7 separate regions of the Mus musculus genome follow, and regions 2, 3, 4, 5, 6 and 7 are each linked to region 1. Evidence: chromatin contacts called from public Hi-C, HiChIP or PLAC-seq and promoter capture Hi-C data. All regions are on one chromosome and are shown on one strand. The core of a region is the stretch at or near the end of the contact, and the rest is flanking DNA. Distances in the headings are between cores, read along the strand shown. Region 1 holds the start of Kpnb1 (karyopherin (importin) beta 1). Region 2 holds the start of Kat7 (K(lysine) acetyltransferase 7). Region 3 holds the start of Spop (speckle-type BTB/POZ protein). Region 4 holds the start of Rara (retinoic acid receptor, alpha). Region 5 holds the start of Cdc6 (cell division cycle 6). Region 6 holds the start of Nr1d1 (nuclear receptor subfamily 1, group D, member 1). Region 7 holds the start of Zfp652os (zinc finger protein 652, opposite strand).

What was found. Promoter capture Hi-C pulls out the DNA fragments that hold promoters and counts their contacts. A called contact is a pair of places that touch in the nucleus more often than the background predicts. HiChIP or PLAC-seq counts read pairs in DNA pulled down with a chosen protein or histone mark.
Region 2: a contact with region 1 is called in a Hi-C map of CD8 T cells, with 10 times the contacts expected there. The contact joins the promoter of Kat7 here to the promoter of Kpnb1 in region 1. A contact is called at or near these places in 1 of 39 promoter capture datasets (liver), 1 of 484 Hi-C or Micro-C datasets (CD8 T cells) and 1 of 115 datasets of contacts at active chromatin or transcription factors (pancreatic cancer cells).
Region 3: a promoter capture Hi-C map of hippocampal neurons shows a contact between it and region 1, with 3 times the contacts expected there. The contact joins the promoter of Spop here to the promoter of Kpnb1 in region 1.
Region 4: an HNF4G HiChIP or PLAC-seq map of pancreatic cancer cells shows a contact between it and region 1. The contact joins the promoter of Rara here to the promoter of Kpnb1 in region 1. A contact is called at or near these places in 2 of 39 promoter capture datasets (liver and pre-B cells), 1 of 484 Hi-C or Micro-C datasets (B cells) and 1 of 115 datasets of contacts at active chromatin or transcription factors (pancreatic cancer cells).
Region 5: a Hi-C map of B cells shows a contact between it and region 1, with 6 read pairs. The contact joins the promoter of Cdc6 here to the promoter of Kpnb1 in region 1. A contact is called at or near these places in 1 of 39 promoter capture datasets (liver) and 1 of 484 Hi-C or Micro-C datasets (B cells).
Region 6: a promoter capture Hi-C map of the C10 cell line shows a contact between it and region 1, with 6 times the contacts expected there. The contact joins the promoter of Nr1d1 here to the promoter of Kpnb1 in region 1. A contact is called at or near these places in 1 of 39 promoter capture datasets (the C10 cell line) and 1 of 484 Hi-C or Micro-C datasets (B cells).
Region 7: a Hi-C map of B cells shows a contact between it and region 1, with 5 read pairs. The contact joins the promoter of Zfp652os here to the promoter of Kpnb1 in region 1. A contact is called at or near these places in 2 of 39 promoter capture datasets (liver and pre-B cells) and 1 of 484 Hi-C or Micro-C datasets (B cells).

The regions. Positions count from the first base shown.
Region 1 is chr11:97,186,490-97,189,313 of GRCm38.p6, forward strand. It overlaps Kpnb1 (karyopherin (importin) beta 1), which reads right to left and starts at 1,403. Exons shown (of 22, transcript NM_008379.3): 1 at 1,057-1,403; 2 at 900-958. The coding sequence starts at 1,096.
Region 2 is chr11:95,308,910-95,311,733 of GRCm38.p6, forward strand. It overlaps Kat7 (K(lysine) acetyltransferase 7), which reads right to left and starts at 1,337. Exons shown (of 15, transcript NM_001195003.1): 1 at 1,126-1,337. The coding sequence starts at 1,140. Gm11520 (predicted gene 11520) reads left to right here and starts at 1,507. Exons shown (of 3, transcript NR_155298.1): 1 at 1,507-1,544.
Region 3 is chr11:95,412,723-95,415,546 of GRCm38.p6, forward strand. It overlaps Spop (speckle-type BTB/POZ protein), which reads left to right and starts at 1,361. Exons shown (of 10, transcript NM_001359107.1): 1 at 1,361-1,682.
Region 4 is chr11:98,936,241-98,939,064 of GRCm38.p6, forward strand. It overlaps Rara (retinoic acid receptor, alpha), which reads left to right and starts at 1,456. Exons shown (of 9, transcript NM_009024.2): 1 at 1,456-1,639. Gm46294 reads right to left here. Exons shown (of 3, transcript XR_003949771.1): 2 at 1,684-1,962; 3 at 1,023-1,301.
Region 5 is chr11:98,906,457-98,909,280 of GRCm38.p6, forward strand. Cdc6 (cell division cycle 6) reads left to right here and starts at 1,345. Exons shown (of 12, transcript NM_001025779.2): 1 at 1,345-1,525; 2 at 2,181-2,374. The coding sequence starts at 2,194. RefSeq lists an enhancer at 1-185.
Region 6 is chr11:98,773,962-98,776,785 of GRCm38.p6, forward strand. Nr1d1 (nuclear receptor subfamily 1, group D, member 1) reads right to left here and starts at 1,416. Exons shown (of 8, transcript NM_145434.4): 1 at 757-1,416. The coding sequence starts at 787. Gm31862 (a long non-coding RNA gene) reads left to right here and starts at 1,450. Exons shown (of 4, transcript XR_880204.3): 1 at 1,450-1,853; 2 at 2,678-2,824.
Region 7 is chr11:95,711,363-95,714,186 of GRCm38.p6, forward strand. It overlaps Zfp652os (zinc finger protein 652, opposite strand), which reads right to left and starts at 1,392. Exons shown (of 2, transcript NR_045780.1): 1 at 1,266-1,392.

The DNA.
Region 1 (2,824 bases), core at 153-2,652:
TGGGTTACAATGTTTTTTTTCACTTTTTAAAACTTCCTACCTTTAAAGAGACTTTCCATATCATCCACGCTTCCCTCCCCTTCCCCCAAAAAGGAGAGGAGAAACATTCTGGCAATAGGCTGCTTCAATAATCCCACATTTTCCTATACAAAAGTCAGTCACTTTTTCTTTTCTCAAATGTACTTCTTAAATCCGAAAGTATGAAAAACGGGGTTACATTTGTGATTTATCAGAGAATAGGCTCAATCTCAGAAATGAGCCTCAGCCTGAGATCCTTAAAGATGAGTTCTCTGAAAACCTAAGTCCAAACAGAACATTCGTGCACTTAGACCAGGAATGGGATAATAATGGGCAAGAAAAAGAAAAAAATTGTGGCAATGGGTCCAGAGGTGGTCGGGTGCCAGGCGTGGCCATGAGCACAGACCAAGGGAGCTGGGGAAGGGTAGGGCTCTGGGAAGTAGTTGCATACTGCCTCAAAACCAGGGGACAGGAAGGAGAGGCCGGCCGCAGCCAGTACAAGGCAGGCGGCAGGGCGCAGAGCTTCCACATGGCCCCTAGGCCCGGCTCCCCAACCCCCACCCTTGCTGAACACGCAGCGCCATGCAACCTAACTTCCCTTCCCTCCCTCTTTCTCCCTCCCGCAGCACCGCCGCCCTCAGGCCGCGTGGCGATTGGACGGCGATCACCCCGGCGCGCCTCGCTATTGGCCAGACGCGGGGCTCGGGGCGGGACACACCCACCGGCTTCCCGATGGCGGGGTTAGGTTGGGCCGGGCGGGGGGGTAGGGGGACGAGCTGGGGCGGGGTGGGTTCCTGAGGCCTGGGCCTCCAGGAGGGCGGGAAGGGCCGCACGCAGGGATGGGGACGCGGCGGGATGGGGCGCGGCGGGGCGGCACGCACCAGATTCTCCACGGCCGCACGCTCGAGGAACTTCTGCGCCGCTTCCAGCTCCAGCCGATCTGCCGGGAGAGATGGGGGGAGAGGCAGCGGGGTCAGAGGGGCCACCCCCTCCCCCACCCCGGTCACCTCGGCCCGACCCCCCGGCCCCGAGTCCTACCCGGAGACACGGTCTTCTCGAGGATGGTTATGAGCTCCATGGCGGAGGTGACGGCGGCGGGGACTCCTCGCAAGACGGCGGCCCGGCCTGTCGGGCGGCGGCTCCGACTGGGGATGGGGGTTGGGGGTCGGGTGGGAAGGGAGGGTGGGGTGGGGGGTGGGGGTCACCACAAGCCCATTCACCGGCTGCCTCTGGCCAGGCGCTCCGGCTCCCCTTCCTCCCCGCTCTCCTTCCTTCCTTCCGCCCTCCTAATGTGCTAGGCGGCAGCAGCTGCTCCTCTGGCGGCGGGGGAGGGACCCCGGGGGCAGCTCGGAGCGCGGCTGCTGCTCGGGCGGCGGAGGGAGAAAGGAAGGGCGGCAGTGAGTGAGTGAGAGGCGGATCGCAGGGAGGGAGAGAGATCGAGGGAGGGAGGCGGAGGGATATCCTTGCCGGACCTCTCCGCGGCGGCACCGCGCTGCCCAGCGATTGGCTACGGCCGGGGCCACGCGGAACCCCCGATTGGCCGGACGGCTAGCGTTGAAGGGCCGCCACGCGCCCATTGGCCTGCGGGCTTCAAGGTCCGGTTGGCTGGGCGGGCAGCGGGATGGGGCGTGCTTATTGGTCGAGGGGAGGGGCTCTGGGGTGGGGCAGGTAAGAGCGCGCCGCTGATTGGGCTGGCCCGGTAAAGGCCTTCGGGCTCAGCCCGGCTGTGCGCGGGGAGAAGGGTGGGCGGAAGGTAAAGGCTCCAGGCGCGTCGGATTGGCTGGGATCCTGGACGTTGATAGGACGGGGCGCCGGGAGAACTGAAGCGAGGAGTTCGGGGTCGCCGCCGCGCGGAAAGGCGGGAGGCGCCCAGGCTCTTAGGAGTCTGGCGCGGAGCACGACGGGACGCCTCCGGGGTGGGGCGGAGCTGCGCGCGAGTGGCTCGGACTGCGCGCTACGGAGAGCCGTCACTCGCCGCGGTGTACGGAAAGCGAGCCTTTCGCGGGCCTCGGAGGGGGCGGGGACGGGAACCGTTAAAGTCCTGCGCCGCGCCCACAGGAAGCTGCCTTCATGGTGAGGTCGGCTTGCTGCCGCGCTCTGTGCGGAACCGGACCATGAGAACCACGTGGTTCACCTTCCAACGTGCGGATTTGCAAACTGAAGCCCAGAGAGAGAGTGGAGCCTGTCCAAGGTCACACAGCCCATTCCAGACTCGAGCAGAGCTGGCTTCAGGCGCCCCTAATTGCCCTTGGAGACCCCGTCGGGGCCCTGGACTGTTAACAAAGTTTCGCGGAGGCGCGTCCTTAGACCACTTAGCAGTTCCCATAAAGCTTTGATGTCCAGACTTCGTTTACAAGATCTGTGTAGTATTATATAAAGAACGTGTGCATTGACGAGCTGTAGCGACACACCTGCCATCTCAGTATCCCGAAGCCTGAACTACAGTCTGAGATCTTGTTTCAAAAACAAAAAACAAATACAACAAACAAGATAAAAATACGTTGCATATAGTTGCTTAACATTCCCCTCCCCTCATTTGGATACCCAGCTGCAAGTCATGGGGGGATTAGGAGCATATGGGTCAAAATAGCATGTAAATTGTATTGTTTTTAAGGTGTAAAGAAATTGCCCTACACTAGCCACACTTTGGAAACTTGGGATTTAGTGTTCTCTGAAACACTTAAAGTCATAGCCTCGTGGGGTTTTTTAATTGTGTGTATTTTCTGCCTGTAATGTATGTTTCCAATGGCTTCATGTATAGATATGTTCTGAATACTTCCACATCTTATCCTGATTTTAAGAAAGA
Region 2 (2,824 bases), core at 87-2,586, 1.9 Mb before region 1:
TCATTGCAAGAGACATTAATGTAAATATTTAACTTGGAAAGCTTCCATGAAGAGTGATCTCTGCAGAAATATGAATACCAACCGTCTATCCATCCAAATATTTCATTCAAAAATCTGACCACAAGTAAATAGAGGCACAGAATGTCACTAAAAGGCAAACTTTAGGGTCATCTCAGCCAAAGACCCTGACACCCGTCCATGACCTATCAATTCTGCCTGGCTTAACCCTGAAAATCAGCTCTTTACTTATTTCCCACGTTAACGGCTTTCTTACAGTGTATACAATTTCAAGCAGAGACTGTATGAACTATGGTTCTTTGTGTTCTTCTCTCAACAGCGATAACCCTTTAAGCCAGTGATCACGCATACTTTTCGAATTCCTAGCAACTAGCACGTAACACTGCTCTTTGCATTTTACGACTGAACATATGGGGCAAATGTCATACAGTTCAACAAACATTTACTGACCAGGAAATGTCAAACTGAACAAATAGGTGGAAGACGGTGACTGAGACGCAACAGGCCTGCGAGCTATCCCTTGGGGGTGGGCGCTGGCTTTCTAACCACCCATCCTCGGCTTTGTTGTAATCCCCCCACCAGGAAAGGAAAGTGGTCTTCCCAACTCGCCTTTACAACACCTATCGCCATCTCTATCCGGAAGGGCGGGGCGTTGGTCGCCCCAATCCAGGCCTTGCTAAGCCGCACCCGCCACAAGAACAGACTGCAAAGCTGGGCCAATAAAGAGAAGGGAGAGCATTCGCCACAGCCAGTCGGAGAGCACCGGGGCCAGACCGAGACACCGCCCACGCACGCGGGGAGGTGACCGTTGGGCCCAAACAGGCGGCGTCACCATCCAATCAATACGCTTCTAGACATTTCCGCGACCAATTAACAAGAACGCCTCCGATCCGGGCAAGCAGAGGGCGGGAATAGTTACAGGCATAGGCCGAGGCCAGGGTCGGGCCCACATTTTTCTGTCTGGTACCGAGAGGAGACAGAGTAGCTAGGCTAGGTTCGGGGGACCAGAAAGTTGGAACCCAAGCACGACGAGGCGTGGCCAACCGCGTCACGTTACTCAATCGACTCCCCTTAGAAACCCGCCATCCCTTCTCTGCCATTTCTCACCTTCCTTCGCGGCATTGCCGGCGGCTGCAGCCCGACGGTTCCGATTCGGGCGGCGGCAGCACCAGCAGGAACGGGGGCTCCGGCGGGCTCCGTGGCGGCCTCTGTAGCTGTCCCAAACCCTGCGGACGATCCCAAGTGCCTCCTACCTCTCAGCGTCTAGAGCCTTCTGCGCAAGCGCCGCGGGCTGGAAGCGCCTATTCCTTAACTTCCGGCTGAGGCTTGCGTCACCTGACCTTTAGGCCAGTGAGGATCATGGGAAGCTCGAAACTCTTAGTGAGGCCAGTCAGCGCCATTTTGGAATTGGGCAGGAGACGGCACCAGTGGTGAAACCTTCGGCTAGACCTTTTTAGTTAGGTAGGCGGCATTCGTGTGGGATTAGGTAGCCATGATTGTTTGGGGCAGAAGTCTGGCAGTTGAAGGTAACCGTTTTCATCTTTACATTGGGCAAACTCTTCCTTCCTCGTCGTTTTAATTTGTGGCGTGGAGGGAGGAAAACCCCAGAATCCATCAGGTTGTCGATCTTTAACTCTTTCATTTCCTAGTCGGCCGAAGGACGTTTCCGTTCATTCTGTAAACTCCGAACTGGCAAGAGATATTTTGCCCAAGGAACTGCTGTAAGAGCTATTCCGTGTTCCGGAGTGGTGTGAATGGGGCTTGAATAAAGGATTGACAGGGTCGTTGTCGGTCTTGAAGTGGGGTAGAGTGTTCTCTTTATGCCTTGTCCTTGCGTTAAGAGAACAAGAAGTAAGTTATGAGATGATGCAGAGCCATTCTCAGGATGCCGGAGCGCCAAAGAATTTCCAGTTTATCTCTGTTGTGAAACGCCCCCGGCTTATCAGTGCTCTGCTTTGGTTTGAGATCTTTGGGTGGCCCGGAGAGGGGCGGAGGACGTGGTTTGAATGTGAGGGTGCTGTACCAAAAGTCGGAGAAGTGTTGAACCTCATTCAGCCCGTGTGACCTCTGTAGCACAAATGCAAGAGCCAAGAACTGAGTGGAGAGAGAAATAGTATTTTGAAAGACACTAGAAAGGGAGTGGGTATTCAAGTAATAATAAAAGGCCATAAGAAGAAGAAATTAAGACTAGAAGAAAGAGCTATACGAAAAGTCTGGAACCAGGTGGGGGGGTGGGGGTGGGGGTGCATGCTTTTTGAAGCAGGCAGATCCAAATCATGAGCTTACGGCCAGCCTGGTCTACATGGCCAGTTCCAGGCTAGATCCTGTCTCGAAAAAGAAAAGTCTGGAAAGTGGTTTGTAGGCCTTGAAGTTTTAGCCTCAGAGGACTTGAAAGAACCAAGGTGAACCAAGAGTGACTTGCTGGAATCAAAGCAACCTCAGTAATTACCAAGATAGAATTCTGGTTCCAGATTTGTGTGTGTGTGTGTGTGTGAGCTGAGCACGCACTCATGACCAGGTGAGTGCTCAGAGGACAACTTTGGGGAATAGATTCCTAACTTCCACCTTTGTGGTGTCTCTGGGATCAAACTCGGGTCATCCAGCTTGCTGAAAGAGCAAGTGCTTTTATCCCCTGAACCCCCACAGGCCCCTATCAGAATTTCCATTTGAGGCTGGCTAACCTGGAGAGAGGCTTTAAGAACAGAATACAAACCTGATTGACATGCTAAACAGAGGACTCTTCGGAGTTAAAAAAATTCCAGACCCTTAGCCCACATTCCCTGGGGCTGGGGGTGGGGAATAGCTT
Region 3 (2,824 bases), core at 111-2,610, 1.8 Mb before region 1:
CAGTGGCTTGGTTCCTGGGCTGCCAGCCTTCCCTGCTGAACAGGCTCACCAGCCACTGGGTGCCAAGGAGCATGTGGCAAGAGATAGGAGCAGAGTCTCCTGGAGACTGTCCCAAGGCCTGGAAAGCAGTAGGGTGCCAGGAAGCAGCTCTCAATTAGGCTGCAACCCTGTTACCTCATGACCCACAGGGTCACTGGGTTGATCTCTCAGAGCTAGGTGTGTGCTTGATATGTGTATGCAAGAGGCAGTCTGCTTTTGCTTTTGAGAGCTTGATTCAGTAATAAAATATTTTCTTTTAAGTTTAAGGTAATCGAAGAATGTAACACAAAGATGACTGTTTTCTTCCAGGGCCAAGATGCTCTGAGACAATTCTACCCAACTCCAGAATCACTTTTGGTCCATGGGAGCTAAGACATGAGACAGACTGGGGACCCGGATGGCTTAGCCAAGGAATTGTCACAGAATCAGCTTCCTCTCCATTGGGTCTCTCTCTCTCTCTCTCTCTCTCTCTCTCTCTCTCTCTCTCTCTCTCACACACACACACACACACACACACACCCCTTCTGCCTTTCCCAGAAAGAACAGCTCTTTGGTTATTGTTGTCAAATGCTAATTTATTTAGTTTTCAAGACGCGGTATCACCTTGTAATTCTAGCTGACTGTGAACTCAGTAAGTAGACCAAGCTGGCCTTAAATTCACAGAGCTTCTCCTGCCTCTGCCTCCCGAGTTCTGGGGTTAAAGGTGTGCCTCACAGTACTCTAGCAAAGTACCTTATAAATGTTAGCATTTGCAGGCTAGGCTTATTGGACATGGATCTCTATGAATTTAAGGCCAGCCTGTCAACAAAGAGAGTGCTAGGTCAACCAATCCTATAGAGCAAGACCCTATTTCAAAAAATAAAACAAACTAAAACACATGTTAAAAGTTCTTTAAAAAGTATTTTAGCTGAGAGTTGCCTAAAAAAGAAAGTAAGAGCTAAGTCATCGGTAATCCACAAACTGCACAACTAGGTTTCAGTTGCGAAATGCCTGTTGCTGCTCCACCCACCCGGTCCCTGGATCTCAGCTTCCTTCCTCCATTCTGGCCTCGCACCTCAGCGCGAACTTCTGCGCGCTGCACGCGACCCCCTCCGAGTTCCCGCCTCTTTCCACTCTGGCTCCGCCTTCCGCCCAAATTCCCGGGCCCTGGCACCACCTCGCGACGCTTGCGCACTAGGGAAGGTAGGCGGAGTCTTAAAAGAGGAGGAGCTGGAGAGTCTTGAGCGGGACGGGGTGGGGCGGGGCAGGACGGGGCGGGGCGAGGCGGGGTGGGGCGGGGCGGGAAGCTGGGGGGAGGAGGCCGCGCGGGGTGGGGCCCGGCGGGTACGCGCTCGCTGCGTCGACGTGCTGACGACAGGACGCCCAGGCCGGTGTGTGTCGGTGTGTATGTGTGTGTGTGTGTGTGTGTATGTGTGTGTGTGTGTGTGTGTGTGGTGTGTGTGTGTGTGGTGTGTGTGTGTGTGTGGTGTGTGTGTGTGTATGTGTGTATGTGTGTGTGTGTATGTGTGTGTATGTGTTTGTATGTGTGTGCGCGCTCCAAGAGTGTATTTGTGTATCGGCGGTCCCGCAGGTCCCGGATGTTGCGGGCAGTATGAGGCGAGCGCAGGGGGACAGGGACCAGCAGCTGTCGCCGCCGTTCTCAGGTGAGTGTGTGTATGTGTGTGTCAAGAGTCGAAGAAGGGGTTGGCCTGTTGGGGTGCGGGGTTTTTCCTTGAGAAGTGACTAAACCCTCCCCCACAACACACACTTTTCCTAATGTACTATTCTCTGCCCCATTTCCTATGTTGGTTTCCTGGCCCGAGGAAGCCAGAGCCTAGTCAGCCGTCCGTTCTTCCTACCTCAAGCATTCTGGAAACACAAACGCGCCCCCTGCCTCCTGCCTCCCTCACCATCATATCCCCAACCCCATCCCCCTTGCCAAATAGTGAGCTGTCGCCTGCGGCGAGATGGGGAACTGCGCATGCTCGAATGTGAAGGAGCTCCGGGTGCCTGGTCGCTGCTTCAGGACGCATGCGCATTGCTGTTTTGCAGGGACCTGCGGGATAAAGAGCCCCTTGACCACGAGCCCGCCTTCTTCGCTAGACTTGCCACCCAATAGTGAGCTTGTCGCTCCGATCCGAGAGGGAGAATTTAAATTATGCGAGGGATTTAAGGACAAAGCACTATTTGCATCTGGTGTTGCCCTAGAGACTCCCAGGCTACCAACGCCTCCTAGAGCCAACGTGTCCCACGCTGACCCTTCTTTTTGAAACTTAACTGCTACTTCTACTTCTAGTATTACTTCCCTTTCCACCACTCCCGTCGTCATGCTGAAACCTTACTACAAACTTCCCCTAAGTTTAGGAGTAAGTCCAACTCGTTATTCTGGCAGGGGATTTTGATAGTCTTGTTAAAAAGGATTTGTTAAAAGGTCCATTAAAAAAGAAACTAAGGTGGGAATTTCTCTTTAGTAAAATTCTGAGTTGCCTTTACAGAGTAGCTAAGGAAGGGATAAGTGCCACACACAGACTTGAGGTAACAACAAAACAGAAATCAAGCTGTCAATCAGTAGCTTCATTTCAGCCCTTTTACTTAGTGGGACCTTTTTGGTTCATTGTGTGTGTGTGTGTAAGTTCTTCCATAGCGTTTCAGTTTAGTTATACATTTAGTTGTACAGTTTAGTTGTACATTCTGTGACAATATGGAAACAGGGGTAATCAGAAACAATTGAACAACTTGTCCAGAAGTATTAGTTTCAAATAATTTGAGCACTAATTCTTTCATATTGGCAAGTTCCAAAAAATTA
Region 4 (2,824 bases), core at 206-2,705, 1.7 Mb after region 1:
ACGCATTCTTGCCTGCTGAGCGCATGTTTGTGGATGGATCTGGACGGGACAGATCGGGGCGGGGCGGCAAGAGAGGGGCTGGGCGGGTGGTTCGCCCCGGCGGAAATCCAGACGGGAGCGGGAGACTGCGCTAGCCCAGCGGGGCGGCAAGGGTCTGGGGAAGCGCTGCACCGCTTTGCGGAGTTTTCCCTTGCGTCCGACCTCTGGACAGAGTGTCCCACGGACCTGAGCTGTGCTACCTACCTTCCAAGGCCGCCAGAGCAAAGCCACAGAGAGACAAGCAGATATTCTAGTTCTAGGCCCGGTTCAGACACCCATGCAACCGTGGACAAAATCCCATATGGGCCTCGGACCTCCTGTTCTTAGTCTGAAAATCCGGACATCGGATTAGACTGAGCGTCCCCAGGGTGGAGGCCTGGGTGTGTGGCACTTCCCTTGCCAGTGGGATGTCCTGTGGGGGGCAGTTGCCACTTCTCTGCCCGGGAACTCGGGTGAGGTAGGCACTGCATAGTGGACTCACCCTCCTCCAGTGCAGTGTTAGAGGTGGAAACCTTAACCTCCGGCTGGCCCGGAGGGGGCTTGTGACAGTTGGGAATTGAGGTCTGGAGATGGAGTGTGGTTCAGATCCTGTCCTCCTGGAACATGTATGAACTGCCCTCGGCCCTCAAGTGGGTCTTCTAGAATGGAGAGCGACTCCAGGCCGTCCAAAGAGCTGGCTTGGGGTGACCATATTTCTAGCTACTCGAAGGGATTCAGTTGAGCTAGAAATTTCCTCTAACCTACTCAAGCCGGAGAGGTGTTTGGGAAAGAAGGATGTTCTATGGAGAAGACGGTCTTCCCTTTGTACTTCGGCTTTACAGATGAGAAATACTAAGGTCCAGAGGAGCCAAGTGTTTTGCTCAAGGTCAGATAGCTTTCAGTTTCAGCTGGCCCCGGAGGATTGTGATTAGGAGAGACAGAGACTTGACAGCTGGGGCAGGAGTCAGTGCGTTCTCCATATTACACCACCTCCTTTCTTCCCAGGTTTGGTAGGTGTGTGTGATGTGTGTGTGTCTCTGTGAGTGTGGGCGTGTAGCGGGGTGGGGGGTGGGGAAAGGGAGTGTGTGTAGGATCCCGCACCCTGAGGTTCGTTCACCGCCGAGTCGTAATTTATTCTTTTCTCTGAACTTCACACCGCCCCCCCCCCCACACACACACACCCCGAATCTCTTTCTGGCGTGTTGAGGGAGGGATTCTCCCAGATTCCCACGGTCCGGCCACTAGCTGGAAGCGTCTCCTTTAAGACTCGCCCTTCCCTGGGTCTATTAAGGAGAGAGGGGCGGGTGTGAGCATGAGGACCCGCCCCCGGTTAGTGATTGGCCCGTGGCATGCAGGGGCGGGCCTGCGGCAGGGGGGCCTCCCTCCCACCCCAGCTCCATACCCTCCGCCCCCCCCAGTCTAGGGCTCCGGGTAAAGTTTCAGCCTCTGCACGTGACTCGCCATGGCCGCTGCCGTCGCCCCGCGCCCCTGAGCTGCGGCCCCCCGGACGGCTCCTCTCGGAGGACCCCACACCCCTGACGCCGGGCAGCGCCGCGGCGCCTGCTTGGGGCAGACCCTGTGCCCGCAGACACGCAGACGGGTTGCATCCCCTCGCTTCGAGGTAACCTCTCCCCTGGAACCCTGGGGAACCCTCGATTCTCTCACACTTCGGGGCCCGGTGGCCCACTCTGGATGGGAACTGCGGGCGGGGACTGGGTGCCCGGCAGTTTCGACGGGGACCTGGGGTTTCCTGGACTTCCCAGCCTGCCGCTGGCGTGTCCGGGGTTGGGGAGCCCCGTCTGCGCCGCGTCTTCGCGCGCACAGCCTTGAGGCTTCTGCGGCCGCCTGCCGCGCGTGTCCTCGGCGCTCCAGTCGTGGCGGATCTACTGCTGGGAACTCTCTTTTCTCTTCAAACCCAAACCAAACAAAAAGACTTCTTGAAACCTGTTTGGGGAGAGATCAGATGCCCAACGGACTAGCCCCCTCCTACTCTTTCTCCTGTTACCTGAGCCGCCCTGTGGTTTGGGGAGAATCAGCCAGGGGCCCACCCCCACCAGAGGGAACTGGCTGGGGGGGCGGGGCCCGCTCAGCTGGTGTCTCGGTTGGAGTGTGGGGGAGCCGTCAGAATTGGGTGCGGGAGCCAGAGCAGTTGGGTGAGACGCGCCTGAGTTTTGTGTTACTTGGGGCTTGTGGAAGCCTTTTGGGGTGAGGGAAGGACAGAATAGACTGGCCGACCTTGCTTCGCTGAGGATGTCTGGGATTTAGTGCCACCCACGAGGCTTGGAAGCTGCTAGCCAGATGTGTGTATGTTGAGGGGTGGTTGGCAGATCAGTTTAACTGTGTCTCCTTTTCTCTCTGGGCACTGCCCTGCTGTCTTACTGTTCGTGGGAAAGGGGGACAGATTCCCCAGTGTGCAAGGCTGGGGGTGGGGGCTAGCTCATATGGAAATAATTTAAAAAGCAACAACAACAACAACAAACTGAGTCTTGGGAAGTTTCTTGCCCTGCCCCTCCACTATTCATCCCGTCTTGGATAGGATGCCCAGCATGCTGGCATGGAAGGGATGGTACCCCTTGCTCCTTACCTGATGCCAGCTCCCGATGTTGCAGCCAGATGGCTACCTTCTACCTGTGGACCGTGTGCACATGTATGTGTGGATGTTTTCCAACAGAATTGCTACCCTTTGCTCTCAGTTCTGCCCTTGATCACCCCATCAGCCCGGGGATGGGACTCAGATTTGTCATCTTTTATCTTCACAAGGCAAAACTTGGGGCACGCGAGTGGGGGAGTGGCGGGGGAGGATATT
Region 5 (2,824 bases), core at 95-2,594, 1.7 Mb after region 1:
TTGGGATTTCTGAGTTCAAGGCCAGCCTGGTCTACAAAGTGAGTTCCAGGACAGCCAGGGCTATAGAGAAACCCTGTCTCGAAAAATAAACAAACCAAACAAAACCAAAAACCTTCCTCGGGTGCTTATAAAGACTAATTAAGGTGATAGAGGTAAAATAACGAGCTCAGACCCACACACTTACGTTGGCTCTTCCCAGCTATTTGAAATGAGAGGTAACTGGCGATTGTGCTGTTGTGCTCCTACTTGTAGCTTTGTGTCTGTTTTATTTGGTATCAGACAATAAAAGATATATCCTATAGCCAGGTGTGGTGGCGCACACCTTTAATCTCAGCACTTGGGAGGCAGACCCAGACAGATCTCTTGAGTTTAAGGCCAGCCTAGTCTACGTAGTTCCAAGACAGCCAGAGCTACAAATAAAAAGTCTCAGAAAACAATAACAACCAAAACAAAACAAACCAAGAACAAAATCCCATAGACTTTACCATTACCTAGAATTGGGCTCTGGTCTTTAGAAGAACCCGAGTAACCTTGGAGCCTGACCTGCCTGCAAATGGCTGCTCTAGTTACATTTTTCATTAAATGCTCAGCTTGCCTTGCCGATAACTCTTTTCCTTGGGTCCCAGACCCTAGTGCTTGGCCATAAGAGATTTTCAAATTAAAGAGACATAATTTTACTCCCTATGATGTGTAGCTAGATGGATGTTAAGGCAGCACTTGGAATGTATGACCTTGAAATTATACGTTTGGTGTTGCACTTGTTTCTCACTGAGCAAGCGCAAGTCAACAAATAGTGAGATGATGTCAGTTTGCTTAGATAGGTCTAGAACTTGCCCCCCCGCCCCCCAAAAAAATACCCTGGTTCGAGTTATCAGCTCCTCCCCACAGAAAATTCTGTGACCTTATACATTCATTTGCTTCATGCCATACAGGACCGCCCCCCAAAAAGTAGGCCTTGTAGCCCTCTTAAAATCTAGCCCACCAGAATAATGAAAATAGGGATGTTTGGCAGATAAGATGAGCAAAGGTAGCCCAGTAGAATGAGGACGTTAGGCAACGGTGGGGAGGCTGGGTGGAGGACAAAGTAGAAATAAAAATACGGAAGTAGATGTGCGTAGAGGCAAAAAAAAAAAAAAAAAAAAAAAAACTACACTTCCCGCCAGGCTTTACGGCGTGACGCGCTCGTAAACGCGCGCCTTTCCTCCGAGGTCTCAAAAGTTAACGCCCTCCCGGGCGAGTGGGTGTGACTTCGTGGTGGTCGCTGAGACCTGGGGCTGTCCTATTGGCTGCCGGCCGTCACCGGCGAAGGCGTGGTGATGAGTGACAACTAATCAGAAGCCTGGCTGGACTTTGGCGGGAGACGAGAAGGCTGAAGTAGAGCGGCTTTGGCGCGAGTTGACTTTGCAGCTGCTGTAGAATTTGTGGCGGGAGAGTTTTTACGGTGGTGATCGAGACGCGAGGAGTGTGCACTGAGCGACACGGCCCTGAAGAGTGCAAAGCTCCGCGAGGTCTGGTGTCCAGAGAGGTGAGGCTGGTCCGAGCAAGGCCGGTGGAGAGCGGGAAATCGCCTGGGGTCTGAGGCTGGGTCAGGGAGGGGGTTGTGAGCTCTAGAAGCGGTTCGAGCACGCCGCGTTGGGAAGGAGAGAGCTGCTGGGAGGAAACGGTGTAGGGTGGGGTCGGGAGTTTGGTGGAGTGCTGGCTAGTTTTGAGCAGAGGACGCAGCTGCCCTTGCCCAGGACTTGGGAGAGCCTAAAGGTGACGGTCTGGAACCAAACCAGTGCTAAAGACGTCTCACATGTCTGCAGGGAAGGAGCTAAAGTATTATAGAAATAAATGGAGACAGACTTCTGGCATCATACAAGTGTAAGAACTTGGCTTCTGGTCCCAGGGTGCCCAGGGTGATAGCCGTGTGTTTCTGTGACTATCTCTTTAAGAGAGGGCTAATAGTGTCTACATTTGACGTATGGTAAGACTGTAGTGTGTAATATGTGTATAACGGAATGTTACACGTACTAGGCAGACAGACGTTACCCTTTATTACATAGATTTGCATGGGAAGCACAACTAAATGTTAAAAATGCTATGTTAACGTGATTTATGGAGTGCTGGTCCCCAATATAATTATTTATATTGCTCTGTGTGTTTTTCTCTTTGCTCTCCTGATTTTCCTTTGTATCCAGTTGTGTGGCCATCATGCCTCAAACCAGATCCCAGACACAAGCTACCATCGGTTTTCCGAAAAAGAAGCTATCTAATACCCTGAAGAAACCCAATTCCCGGGATTGTGAAGTAAAACTTAGAAACGTCCAGCCTGTACCCACCACTCCGTGTGTGGACGTAAAACTTCTGCCTCTCAGTCCCCGAAAACGTCTGGGTAAGCCCTCCGCTTTGTGAGTGCGACTTTGTGACTGAGCTCTCAGCCTTTCCTGCCTTGATGCTGAGGTGCCTGGCTCTTAAAACCAGAGCTGTATTTGCCTTCATAATGGCTGCCAAGTGTGTACCGAATTTCACGGTTGAGCCGTACACTAGAGATCATTTGCTAAGGAACCTAGGTTTGATCTTCATTTCCTTAGTTCTGTCCTTTACATTTCCCTTGAAGTTATAGTGTTATGGAACTCGCCTGCGTGCTTGTGAAATTAAGAGGAAACAAATAACCCGGGAGGTGGTGAGCTTGCTTTTAATCCCAGCACTCAGAAGGCAGAGGCAGGTGGGTCTCTTGAGTTTGGGGCCAACCTGGTCCACAGAGTGAGTTTCAGGCCAGCCTGGGTTAACCCAGAGAACTCCTGTCTTGAGAAAGAAAAATTTGATGAGATTCTTAATATTT
Region 6 (2,824 bases), core at 166-2,665, 1.6 Mb after region 1:
CGCCCCTCCCGGGCGTCCTGGGTCGTAGGCTGGCCCTAAAACCAAGCTGGGCCGGGACAACTGAGGGGAGGAGAGAAGGCGACAAGCGTTGCTCCGGCAACTTGAGGGGCGGAGCTCATTATGTAACGAGGCCGGGAGGCAATGACCAATGAGATGGCGGCCACGGCTTCTACTGAATGAAAACAAATGCAGCACGTGGGCCCGGCTCTGCAGCCATGTGAGCCCTCCCCAGGCTAAGTCGCTGTGGGTGCCCTGCCTGGAGATGAGTCCCAAGCACCCGACTCCTCAAATGAAGCTCCCCACTGCCGCTGAGGATTCCCCTGTGAACTCTGACCCAGTCACGCAAACCCACCAGCCCGGATCGCCCCACTTCCCAAGACTACCTGGAAGTAGGCTAGAACTGTAGAAAAGGGAAAAGAGACAGGCATACTATAGCTGCAAGGAGTGGGCAAATGGGGACGTGTCCAGAGACTGCTTCAAAATGCTGAGTCTCCCTAAACTCTTCCACTCGCCACTGGTATCCACCCTCCATTTCATCCGTTCTCGGACTGAGGGGAACTCAGGGGGTGCTAGTGATGCGTTTTAGGCACATTCCCAGCCGTAATAACCCTCTTTAGAAATCTTACCTAGTGGCTTTCATCTTAGCACAGTAACAAACACCAGCCAGAGGGAATCCCCAATCCCTTACAAAGTTCCTCTCATAAGCCTTGGATGGAAATGGAGACAGTGACAGAGCAAAGATAAGAATCTCAGTACCTGTGTTGTTATTGGAGTCCAGGGTCGTCATGTCTTCACCAGCTGAAAGCGGTCATTCAAACTGGACCTTGACACAAACTGGAGGTTGTGATGGCCTCTCTCGCCCCCTGGGCAATGGCTGAGGGAGACGAGTGAGCCCCGCAGTTCGCAATCAGGATTCCAGGCACTGAGCAGTAAGGTCTTGGGGTGGCTATACTGCAGCCCTCCAGAAGGGTAGGACGCTGAGGCACCTGAGATCTGATTTGCATGGGAAGAGCAGAGAGTGTGTGTGTGAAGAATCAGCCTGCAGCAGTTCTGGCTATAAGGTAGCAAGGAGAGTCGGGTCTCTGCAGTGCACCGGATGCCACTCCTGAAGGCTCCGCAGTGAAGCAGGGTAATGAATCTGGAGCTCCGGGTGCAAAAGTCCCAAAGGAAGAGAAGCTGCAACCAGGAAGTAAGTAGGTGATGGAGAAATGAGGCACCAGGACGCAAAGAGAGACGTGTGCCCTGCTACGTTTCCTCAGCAGTAATATTTCACTCTGCCAATCTCAACCGCCTTTTGCCCGAGCCTTTCCCTGGGACAGAGGGCTCTGCGCAGGCGCCAGCAGCCCAGGGTTCCCGGGCCGCACGCGGCACTGGAGCAGGTACCATGTGATTCCAGGGAGCGCCTCGTGCCCCAGTGACACACTTTTCCAGCAGCCGGCACGTTGAGATCTGTGCGCCTGCGCACCGCCAGGATTGTTGGGATTTGTAGTCTACTGACAATGTAGGTGGAGTGTGCCTATTCCTTTTCTGCTTTGCAAAAGTGCTTGCTGGCAGCGGGGAGGAGCTGAAAGTGGACTGGGGTGGGGTTTTCTGAAGAGTCAGGGTGGCGTGTTTGGAAAGCCTTGTATGGCAAGGGCATGTGAATTCCTGGGGAGGGCCTGGCAAGCTTTACTGCTCCGTGGAAGATCAAAGCTAAAAGGCCCTTTCTGCAAACCTAGCAAACGTGAGAGCTTCACGTGATTGGAGAACTGACCTCACCCTGAGGTTAGTGGTGACTAGGGGGAGAAAGACAAGCTGGGAGGAGAGATTTCCCTTAAATCAAGAACTTAAGCATCTTTTGCTATGGTGACAAGGTGGGCGACAAGCAGTGTAAATAAAACCCCTTTCTCTTCTTCACCCTAACCCCAGCCCCCACGGGTAGGACTGGCATAGCACGGGGATATCCCTAGGGACTCCCTGTTTGCTTATATGACACCACACTGCCCACTCAAGTGACTTTGGGGTGAGTCATTTCCCTTTGTCTGGGAAATAAAAAGGAGAACAAAGGGAAAGTGCTCTGAGGTCCTCATAGAGAGAGGGGGGTCTGCTCTCTGCAGGGCTTCATGATAGCAGAAGAAGCCCACAGTTTAGGGAGAACATGAGGATCATTTAACTCCCACCCCTCAACTCCCCGAATTGGCAGGGTGTAGTGGCTCGTGCCTGCAATCACCGTCCTTGAGAGGCTGAGGTAGGAGGACTGTCGTGAATTTGAAGCTGACTTGAGCTGCAAAGCAAGCTCCTACTAAGCGAGGAGGGAGTGAGGATCTTCCCTCCTCTTACTGAAGAAGAAAAGGGACCGCCATCTCAGGGACTGGCTCAAGGTCAGGCATTCACTGCTTATTTCTTGTGACCGTCCCGTCCCTGAGATGGCGGATAAATGAGCACATGAAGCACTTAGCATCTCTCTCAGAGCAGCAGTCATCTCAGGAGTGAGAAACACAGAGGCCTGGGGGAAGGGGTCTGTTCTCTGGGGCTTGGGTTGTAAAGAGAGATGGACACGTATCTTCAAGCAGTCGAGTAAGCCCCAGCCACCCTGCTCCTATCTCCAAGTCCTCTGTAATCTCTACACTTGGGGATGGAGGGGGGGTGCTTTTTTTTTTTTTTTTTTAACCTTAAGTCTTTCTCTACTTGCACTTAGGAAGCTCCAGAGAGTTCTGGGAATCCTGGGAAGCAAGCTACCTTGGAGTCAGAGAAAAGCATACGGGGAAACTGAGCCAGGAGGACCACTTTGAGCTCAGTGATTTGAGACTTAAACAACATGAGACCCTCAAAGCTGGAATTAGGG
Region 7 (2,824 bases), core at 142-2,641, 1.5 Mb before region 1:
TTGGAAGGGGCCAAAGACAGAGTCAGCTCTTTATAAAGCTTCAAGCTCCTAACTTTGTCCCAGACTCAGGTCATTTTATTCCCTCGAAGGTTTGGGTGAGTGGGTTATGGCCGGCTGTTCTGGGAGAAAAAGTTAGCTGCATCTATATGGAAATTGTTTCTATGATGTGGGGGTCAGCTTTTGTGGAAGAACATTAATATCCTATGTTCTTAATGTTAGAAGAAGAGGGCTGGAGAGATGGCTCAGAAGTTAAAAGCTCTTCTTACTCTTACAGCGGACCTGGGTTCAATTCCTAGCCGCCCCCCCCCCCCCCGTCCTACAAGCCACTCATAACCCCAGTTCCAGGGGAATCCATCAAATGTCACAGGTGCACATGCACACATCCAGGTAAAACATTCATACACACAATGTAAAAGAAAGAAAGAAAGAAAGAAAGAAAGAAAGAAAAAATGTAGTAGAGCCCAACAATAAAAACCAACAATGTTAGGAGCTCCATTCAAGCTGTAGAGACCTTCAGAAGTTTGGTTTCTGGTGGGGAAGGGTTATCCTGATCTTAGGGATGTCATCTTGGGTCTTTTTCATGGAGACTTCACTTGCCAAGTCATTTCCTCTCCCTGTACACTAAGCACTTTCAATTACAGACACTCTCTTTTGGCTCTGAGCTTGGATAAATGCTACCTTGTTAGCTAATAGTACCATTAATTATATTAATGATTAATAGCTAATTAGTCATAATGTGGTCATGCTTCTTCCAATGGAGCCTTCCTTTCTTGCAACAGTTCTGGGACTCTAGCGCACGCGCGCACACACACAGACCACACAGACACACGCACGCACGCACACACTTCCCTATTTCTGGCCACAGGATGAGCCCAGCAGTCCATCCTGTTTGCTTACCATACTGGCGGTCTCTAAATCCCCCTAGTTGTAATCAACTATCCCATTTGTCTGGTGGATGGCTACTTCTTACAAGTGTCGCCCCTTCTATTTCTGTCACTCACTGACTGCTCTCTACTAACAAGGTGGCCAGCAATTAGGGTTTTTTTCTTTTTGAACCGTATTCCATAAGTCAAAGATATCTACTTCCAAATCTCACTCTGACCCACTTTTCCACTTTCTCCCCCCTTTGCACTTTTACGTTTTCTTATTTCTTAGGATCTCAAACCCCCTGCCCACAGATACTTCGTCTTCTGCCTTCAGGCTTCCTTTTGAAAACCACGCCCCCACCCCCTTAAGCGTCGCGCATGCGCAGCCCACGACTTTACCTGGGCGCTCGGGAGTGGGCGGAGTGGGCAAGGGCCGGGGGTGGAGCAGGCAGCCGGCGGTTATCTGCTCGGCTGAGCGCTCACATTGTGGCAGGAGGGAGAAAAGGTGCGCCCAGGCCGAGCCGAGGGCCGCGCATGCGCGCCGACCCCCATAGCCGGGGATGGGGTGTGTAGGGGGGGGAGGTGTCGGGATCCCGACCGCGCGGGGGGGAGGGGGGGGCGCGTGCAGGGGCGTGCGCGCGCGCGCGCTCCCGCCGGCCTCCCTGCCCCCTTCGCGCACGACATCCCTACAGCACACCCCCTCCCCCGCCGCCCGCCCCGCGCGCCGCCCGCTCCGCGGCCCCGCTCGGCCTCGCGCGCTCGGAAGGGAGTCGCGAGACGTCGGAGCGGCGGCCACGTAGCGCTGCGGCGGCGGCGGCGGCGGCGGCCGAGGCCGGGTCTGAGGATCGGCCCAGAGCGCAGACGTTGGGCAGGGGGAGGGGCCGGCACGGCGGGCGGTGGGGACTGGAGCGACGCGGCGCGGCGCGGCGACAGGCCCCCGCCGCGGGGATGGGCCGCCGAAGCGGCGGTGGTGGCGGTGGCGGCGGCGGCGGCGGCCCGGGTGAGTAGGAGCCCCTTCCCCGCGCTCTCGCCTCCCGCCGCGGCGGCGCCCTGGCAGCCGCGTTTCCTCTGCGCCCGGCCGGGCTGGCGGAGCCGGAGGAGCCTGCGCCGAGGCAGCTGCGTGCGCTAGGCCGGAGCAGCCCCCATCCGGCGGGCAGGCCCCGGGCGCTGCGCGTCTGCCGCTCTCAGCTTGGCCCGGGGTGCCGGCTCCGTACCCCCGCCCCCTCTCCCCAGCTTAGCTGCAGTTTTGCAGCGAGTGGGTTCGCCTCGAGGCCTGACGGGGTGGCCGGGGTGCACGGGTTAGTAGGCTGAGGAGAGCATTCTCTTGCCCTGCAGCTGGTGGCTTGCACCCACTACCTCCCCCGCCGTGCGGTTGCGCCCAAACCTCCAGCCCTCGAGAGTATTGTGGCACCAGGAGATAACACGCATGTGATGTACACTCGCCACCCGCAGCACCACACTCAGCCCAGTGGGCGATGCAGACCTTTCTCCACCCTCACTTCGTCCACCCCTCCAATCAGGCTTTACTAAAGAGTCCCAGGTCGGAGACACCAAAGAGAGGGATACCCCTGTTACATCTCTATGAAACATGTTCGTTGTCGAGGGATGACTATTGTAGAAATGATAGATGTCTCTGCTTTGCCTCGAAGTCAGTCTTTAGGATTTAAGATCCTGTATGCTCCTCTTTGAAGCGGGCCGGTCTTTGATTACATCTAGCTCATCCCTCCCCCAACAACAACATCAGGAACACGCGCGAGCACACACACACACACACACACACACACACACACATATATGCACACGCACACTCGCACACTTCCTGATTGCGGAACGGCCCCTGTCATTGCGGATCCATTGTCAGAAGTGGCTTGTGCCAATCAAAGGAATGTGCCTTTGGAGGAAGATGTTTTTTTCACAACCAAGCTACAGGATGTCAATCAGTCTTTGGTTCCCCTCCT